3 separate regions of the Hordeum vulgare genome follow, and all the other regions are linked to region 1. A link is a contact called in public Hi-C data. All regions are on one chromosome and are shown on one strand. The core of a region is the stretch at or near the end of the contact, and the rest is flanking DNA. Distances in the headings are between cores, read along the strand shown. Region 1 holds the start of LOC123403010 (serine protease SPPA, chloroplastic). Region 2 holds the start of LOC123400987 (ASC1-like protein 2). Region 3 has its middle 95 kb from the start of LOC123405655.

Region 1 (2,568 bases), core at 36-2,535:
TGATCGACGGTGCCCGATATGTTTAGTACTTATGAGGATGGTGGGCACATTTTTTCAAATGTAAATCAGTAAAGCAAATCTGTAGAACGGCTCAAACGGAAGACATACGACAAAATCTTCGTGATTGTTGTAGTCCGAAAGATGTGCTTATTCAAATATATAAACTTGATCGGCAAAAGGGTGCACGAGTAAGCATTCTTATGTGGCTTTGGTGGCATGAGAGAAACAAAGCTAATAAAGGGGAGGCAATAAGAAGCACGAATGAAATCATAGAATCTCTGGAAATTCACGAAAGTGAATACAATGAGCTATATAAGAGGAAATGCACTTAAACAATAACACCCAAGGATAGTTGTTGGAAACCTCCGGAGGAAAACTATCTCAAGATCAATATAGATGCAACTTTCACAAAGGAGACATGGACGGGAGGATGGGGTTTCATCATCAGAAACTTTGAAGGAGGAGTAGAAGCAGCAGGAGCAGGGAGACTGTGCAGACTATCTGAGGCAATTCAAGAAGAAACAATAGCCCTGTTGCATGCTGTTGAGAGAGCAAGCGAGCTGAGATGCAGGAATGTTATTTTTGAAACAGATGCACTGGTGGTGAAACAAGATGTCACTGGCGATGACTATGACAATTTAGTCTATGACGGTCTGTTCTGTGAAGCAAAATATAAATTTTTGTATTATTTTCAGTCTTTTTTCATCATGTGGTGTCCTAAGTCATGTAATGTAGCTGCTCATAAATTAGCGTCGTTTGGCGCGAGTTTGGTTGAACAAGAAGTGTGTATGTGGCTGATGCGATTGCTAGCGATTTAGGTGGACCGAATGTGTAATGGATTAAAGCTTTTCCATTTAAAAAAATACTCTCCCTGTTTCTAAATATAAGTCTTTTTAAATTTTTTACTATAAGACTACATATGAAGCAAAATGAATGAATCTACACTCTAAAGTATGTCCATATACATCTGTATGTAGTTTTATAATAATTTTTTTTAAAAACATATATTCAGAAACGGAGGAAGTACAAGTTTTGTTTGAAGAAAAGGAAGAACCGAAGAAAAAGCTGAAGAAATTCCAACCGAGCCTTCGTCGAGATATTTTCAACAGAGAGCTCAGAAAAGCGCCCATACTTTCACCTCACGCGCCCAACGTGGCGCCAAGTGAACCGCCCCACACCTATCGCCCCGAGCCGGCCACCTCCTCCGCTCCGCTCCCGACCCCACGATCTCTGGACCCCCCCAGCCAGCGCCATCTCCCCGCTCCGTCCCCCGCCCGCTTCCATTCCCTCCCACCACTCCACCCATCCCCCGACGCCGCGACCACGGGCGCGGCTCTTCCATCCCGCCCTTCCTTCCTCCCCGAAGCTTCGGGAGCAATGGCGAGGCTGCTCGTGCTCCGCTCGGCGCCTTACCACCGGTCCAGCCTCTCCGCCGCTGTCTCCTCCCGCTCGGCGTCCTTCCCCCGCCTCGCCCGCCGCCACCTCCCGTCGCCCCTCCGCGTGCCCGTCCGCGCCGTCGAGTCGTCCTCGGGGGCCACCAAGCAGGGGGAGGAGGCGCCTCTGGCCGCGGGCGAGGCCCAGGAGCCGCTGCCCACGGCGCCGGCGTTCGTGGTGGAGGAGCTCGGCTGGGGCACCCAGCTCGCGGTCAAGCTCAAGATGCTCGTCGCCCCGCCGTGGAAGCGCGTCCGCAAGGGCAGCGTCCTCACCATGACGCTTCGGGGCGAGGTGCGCTGCTCCTGCTCTTCGGCACCGCGCACTTGCTGATTTTGCTACCCTTCTCCATTTCGTGCATCATGGGAGAGCCTAATCATCTTAGCAGATGCCCTGGTACAGTGCTGTTTGTATTGTGGCCAGTTTACTTCTGCTGTTGCAGATCCTGGCACACGCCGTGTGCGTGTGCGTGTGCGTATGCTTGCGTGGGTGGGTGGATTGGCGTGTGTTCCGTTCGCTCATACGCACCTGCCACTGTATTTGGTCATTTTGTAATCTAGACATGTTTGGGCTTTGTTTGAACATTTGTTAGTCTTGATACTGTATTGTGTGGGTTTGGATTTTGATGGTGTGTTTCCGTGGTTGCAGATATCCGATCAGTTGAAGACCCGCTTCTCGTCAGGGCTCTCACTGCCGCAAATCTGCGAGAATTTTGAGAAGGCAGCGTATGACCCGCGGATATCAGGGATTTATCTGCACATAGAGCCGTTGAGCTGTGGATGGGGAAAGGCGGAGGAAATCAGAAGGCACATTGTGGATTTCAAGAAATCTGGTAATCACAAGCTTCTGCTGAATTTGGTGTATCACCTTTATGTTCATGTATGTCATACTATGACAAAGTGTTGGATATTTTTGTAGGTAAATTTGTTGTCGGTTACATGCCTGTCGGAGGGGAGAAAGAATACTACCTTGCTAGTGCATGTGCTGAGCTGTATGCACCGCCAAGTGCTTATGTTGCTTTGTATGGTCTAACCATTCAGCAGACATTTCTCAGAGGTAACTGCATGTACGGCGATAACATAATACCTCTGGTTATTGGTCAAGTGCACCATGATCTAGAAGCGTTATTTTCTGCTG
Region 2 (2,568 bases), core at 37-2,536, 460 kb before region 1:
ACCTGGAGACAGAAATGAATTTATTAATAATTTGGTACCAAAAAAGAACATTCCAATAAACATGGGGAAACTGAAGTTTATATTACTTCATTGTTTGATCTGGCCAAATTTGGTCTCCTGGTCCAACCCAGAAATTCATTGTGCTGGTGAACCATGGCTCGTTGTATGTCACAGCTAATGCCAGAAATTCCGCAGAAAGGAAATAAACGCCTTTCCAGGCGGATTCCTTAAACTTCCTGATCTTTATCCTCTCTGCATCTGTCTCGGAGCCAAGCCTCGCATCCCACTTCCCGAAAATCAGACGCCTGGCTAGCCGCTATACACAAAATCAATACAGGTGATAATTAGCTCATGGGTTTCGTCTACTATGATGAGCCCGCATTTTTTCCTGAAAATGGATTAGCTCATAGAGGAAGATGCCAAATAACTCAAAGGTGATAGTGCTCAGGTTTGTTTGCACAATTAAGTGGCCAGGTGCAGGAATGTGTGCAAGCAGAAACTGATGCATCCCCTTACGAACCCCCATCTCCTCGACTCGGATTATTTTACCGAAATGATAAAACGCAGTCATTAACATTTTCACTGTCATGACAGCATTTCTTCGTTCTAAAAACACCGAGTTGATCATGACCATGCTAGCAGCTGATCACAGATTTATAGCAAACAATTACCGCGAGAATTCATCGCCGGCACCCCATTCGCTTCAGAAACCACCACTTGTACTGCCAGTAACAAAATGACTCGAGCATTTTATTTTATTTTTCGAAAATCAAATGACTCGAGCATCACCTAGGTGATGGATCACGGGAGGCAGACAACAACGGAAATGATTCGAAACTTAGCGGGGCGGGGGGAAACCGTGTGCGCTGTCACAACCTCGAATGCGAAGCGGTCGAGGAGGAAGCGGACGGAGAGGAAGAAGGCGGCGAAGAAGGGGAGGGCCGCGAAGTCGGCGTAGGCGGGGTGGCTCTCCGCCTCCCAGTCGATTGGCGGGACGCCCATCGCGGCGGCTCGTCGTCCGGGATGCTGGCCCGCTGGGTGGTCGGCGCGCGGTCTCCTCTTTTTTTTTCGTTCGAGGCGAGACGGGTGGTCGGCGGAGAGGGAGAGCGGAGGCCGGTATATGGTGCGCGGTGCGAGAGGAGGCGCCCGACGGTCTGGGTGACCGGCGCGGCGGCGGAAGGCGACGGGTGGTCGGACCCTGACCGGAGCCAAGATGAACGGCTGAGCCGGGTTCTGCTTCCTGGGGTTGGCGGCTCCCTGACCAGTACTCCTATTCTAATTTGACCGGAATTTTGGGGTTCTACTAGAATATTGGACTTTTCCTCTTTCGAGGGGAGAATCTCGGACTTTGAGGGGAGCGCTCACTCCCCCCCCCCCCCCCCCTTCTTTTTCTTGGGCTAAAGTTCCGTTGGAAAATCAAACTTCAGGTGGCTTTCGTCCATGAAGACGTCCAGTGATACGCGTGTTTCGTCCGTAATACAAACAAATTCAAACATAATTCATACGGACACAATAAAATTTATGGGAACGGGCATAATTTATGTATAAGTCAAACGATATTTTCTCCGTCCAATTAAAATTTAATAAATCATGGCAACTAATAAGTTAAGAAATCATGGCAACTGATGAGAACGGCGATATAGAGCACCGGCGCGCGCTCCTAGTAAGTGGACCAATAGCGGAGGCTCGTTCTGTGGGCCTGTTCTTATAAATGCGTACGGGTTGTCTACTCACCTGTAGCTGTATACGTGCGTACTATATAAATATACGACCGCCTTCAGGTCAAACGAAAAGTATCGCCGGTACATAATATACATGACGTGGAGTGCACTTCGTGCAATTTGTTCCGTTTTGTATCGACGTCAGTTGTGTAGTAACGGATAAACATAAATGCGTACACGGTCCCACCTATGATATATTTGCCCCCCCCACCACCCCCATCGCCCCTTCCCCCACCCCCCAGGTTAAGACCTACATGAAAAAAAATTCATTTCGATCGATCTGCGGCGCGCTCAAACAGAACGATAGCTCATGGCAAGAGAGGAGGACGGCGGCAATGGGCTGGAGTTCCTAACAGATCCGATTGATAGGTATGCTTGTTTCTCCTAGTTCCTAGTGTGTGCTAGTCTGAATCATCTGCGGTAACAGTTTTCATGGGCTCCTGGATGTTGACATAGGTTCCCCTTGCCGGATCTTGCATCCAGCGACTTTACGCCCCCAAGCAACCGAGATTCAATCATCCCGGGGTCAGCTTCTGATTCTAGCATGGGAGATGTGGGTGACGCACCTCTTAGCATCCAGTTGGTCGCGAATGCCGATGGAGATGCACTGACCTTATCGACCACTGATTCGGAGCTGTCCACTGGGAAGGATGACCCTCAGACCGCCGGCTGGGCAAAAAGGTAATAACTGCTTCTTTTGTTCGCGAAGAAATTTGACTATTTTTGTTGTAAGGGAAGAAAAACATCTGGCCAATGTTTCATATTGAGAGATTGCTGGGGATCTGACGAACTGAAGCTATGTCATTTTAAACTGCAAACTCCGCTAGTTCTGTTGCCTAAGTTGCTG
Region 3 (2,568 bases), core at 27-2,526, 320 kb after region 1:
CCACGTACGGCCGCAGTGCTCGTGATCTCACGAACGGTGCAATAGGTGTGTGAATAAGAAGCTTGCTGAACAATCCATGACAACAAAATCAGAGTGGCGCAGCGGAAGCGTGGTGGGCCCATAACCCACAGGTCCCAGGATCGAAACCTGGCTCTGATAATGATTTTTTTGAATTCTTTTTTTCCCATGCCAGCGACTCATTGCAAGATAGGTCCACAAGAAAAAGGAGGAATAAATCACCTGCCGAACTCACTCACTCGCTCGCTAACCCCGGCACGGCCGGAAAGCGAAGATATAAACAAGATCGCATGCCTCGCCTTTGAGCTGTACTACCAGTACCGTGAGGCAAGTCTGATAATGATTTTTTTGAATTCTTTTTTTCCCATGCCAGCGACTCATTGCAAGATAGGTCCACAAGAAAAAGGAGGAATAAATCACCTGCCGAACTCACTCACTCGCTCGCTAACCCCGGCACGGCCGGAAAGCGAAGATATAAACAAGATCGCATGCCTCGCCTTTGAGCTGTACTACCAGTACCGTGAGGCAAGCAAGCTAGCTAGCTTTGTCGCCTGGCTGTGGCTGGTTGTGTATCTACGTTGTACAGCATAAACAAAGGAGCGGCGCTTTACTCGCCTAAGCAAAGTGTATTACTCCCTCCGTTCCATAATATAAGTCTTTTTTAGAGATTTCACTAGAGGACTACATACGGATGTATATAGACATACTTTAAAATATAGGTTAACTCATTTTGCTCCGTATGTAGTCTTTTAGTGAAATCGCTTAAAAGACTTATATTTAGGAACGGAGGGAGTACATAGCAGCAGTACGTTACGCACCAGCCAGTGCGAGTGTGCGATTATCATAATTAGCTAATCATGCGCGTGCACTAGTGCATGCTAATGCCAAATTGCATCGAAAGGGCGACGCCGACAGCCAGCGGCCCGCCCGCTACCTCGCCGAGAAAGAGAGGTCCGGCGGACACGAGTGGCGCCCGTCAGTCGCGACGTCGTCGCGTTGCCCCGCCTCGCCGCTTTCGGCTGTCGCGCCCGCCCGGCGAGCTGTCGGCCTCCCCGCGGCCGCCCCGTCGCTCTCCGGCCGGCCCCCCTGCTTTGCTTTGCCTTCGCTTTGCTCCCGTACGTGCGAGAGCGAGACGGAGGCACGGCGGCCGTGGCCGTGGGGACGTCGACGGCGACGTCAACTTTTCCTACGTGCGCTCGATCGCGTGGTGCTGGTGGTGGTGGTGGTGCCGTGCAGCCGCAATTCGTCGCGTACGTACGTGGTCGTGCCTATCCGTTCGACGCCGGTGAGTGGGTGGATCTCGCCCTGTGCTACGTGCCCGACCTAACTCGCCGGGGCCCGCGCGTCAGCCGCCGCCCGCGGCCGCGGCGACAGTGAAAATTCTGTTACGCGGGCGTCAGCCTGCGCCTCCGCCATTCGTATCTTCGGCGATTGCGATCGCCGGCCGGGCGAATCCTTCGAGATGGATCTCCACGAGAGGCTGACCCGGCCATACATACATACCTGTGGTTTCTCGTTATCGCATGTGACGGTGGAGCGGGGAAGAGACACGCACGCTCTCCTCCGGTGAAAACATCTCGTTCCACGTACGTACGTACGTCGTCGCGCGGCCTCGTCCCACCGAGGATTAATTCGTGGTCGACGCGGCAACACCTGCGTCGTCTCCGAGCGAGCGCGCGCGCGTCACTGATAAAGCAGACGCGGTTTCACCGCCGATCGCCTTCTGCTTTGCCTTGTGTGCTTTCGCTTTATCGTTCGTTCGTCACCGAGTTCCCTCTGGCTGTTCTGCTTGTGGACGATCATCCATGCTGAATTGCTGATAGTCGTGCGCTTTTAGTTTTTTTTTTTTTTGAGGGGTGAAAACTGCTTTATTGATCACTATTACGGATTAGAGGAATAATAGTAGTATCAAAGGGTTCGAGTAGCCACACATGGCGTCCCTCCCCTAAATGCAGAGCATATCTAGCTAAGTGGTGAGCTTCCATGTTGGATAATCTTCCTTCATGGGTAAACAAAATATGTTGAAAGTCACTCTTGCCATCAGATATTTCCTTGATAATAGGGCCGGTTATTCCTTCAGATCCCGAGTTGATATCTTGGATAGCATTCAAACAATCAAAAGCCACTGCAACCTTCTGCAGTAATACGTCTCGTCCCAAAGCTTGAGCTTCGCGGCATGCAAGGGTTTCTAGAATTAGAAGATCAGTTAACGTGCGCTTTTAGTTAATCCGATGATTGTTATTAGATCCTAAAGTAGTGTGGTTTCGTCCTGCGTGTGCAACGTGTGGACTGGGCCCAAAGGGGCAAAGCTGGATATGTTTCTTCCCTTTCATTTTTCTCTATACTTTTGTTGCGAGAAAGGAAAGGGGACACGGCGCTTGGAAATGTTAAATGTATTTCGTGGTCCAGGACTGATTACCCTTTACAACGGCTTTAACATTGTGTGGGCAGCAAACTTCAATCTCGCGACTTAAATGGACGTGCCCTTTATTCATCTTTTGTTCATTTGAATCGGTATGTTCGCCCCCTTTTGTAAGTAAATGGATGGAC

The links. A called contact is a pair of places that touch in the nucleus more often than the background predicts.
Region 2: a contact with region 1 is called in a Hi-C map of seedling, with 7 times the contacts expected there. The contact joins the promoter of LOC123400987 here to the promoter of LOC123403010 in region 1. A contact is called at or near these places in 3 of 6 Hi-C or Micro-C datasets (leaf and seedling).
Region 3: a Hi-C map of leaf shows a contact between it and region 1, with 3 times the contacts expected there. The contact joins the enhancer-like site here to the promoter of LOC123403010 in region 1. A contact is called at or near these places in 2 of 6 Hi-C or Micro-C datasets (leaf and seedling).

Annotation. Positions count from the first base shown.
Region 1 is chr6H:487,937,970-487,940,537 of MorexV3_pseudomolecules_assembly, reverse strand. LOC123403010 (serine protease SPPA, chloroplastic) reads left to right here and starts at 1,285. Exons shown (of 12, transcript XM_045096987.1): 1 at 1,285-1,725; 2 at 2,080-2,263; 3 at 2,350-2,487. The coding sequence starts at 1,378.
Region 2 is chr6H:488,394,267-488,396,834 of MorexV3_pseudomolecules_assembly, reverse strand. LOC123400987 (ASC1-like protein 2) reads right to left here and starts at 1,286. Exons shown (of 6, transcript XM_045094704.1): 1 at 877-1,286; 2 at 87-316; 3 at 1-2. The coding sequence starts at 1,002.
Region 3 is chr6H:487,616,554-487,619,121 of MorexV3_pseudomolecules_assembly, reverse strand. No RefSeq gene overlaps it. Among protein-coding and RNA genes, the nearest start is that of LOC123405655, 95 kb to the right of the region's middle. Within about 2 kb of position 1,276, at least 1 of the 3 cell types and tissues checked has open chromatin away from gene starts, as enhancers often do. A contact at or near this core is called in leaf, where this site is marked.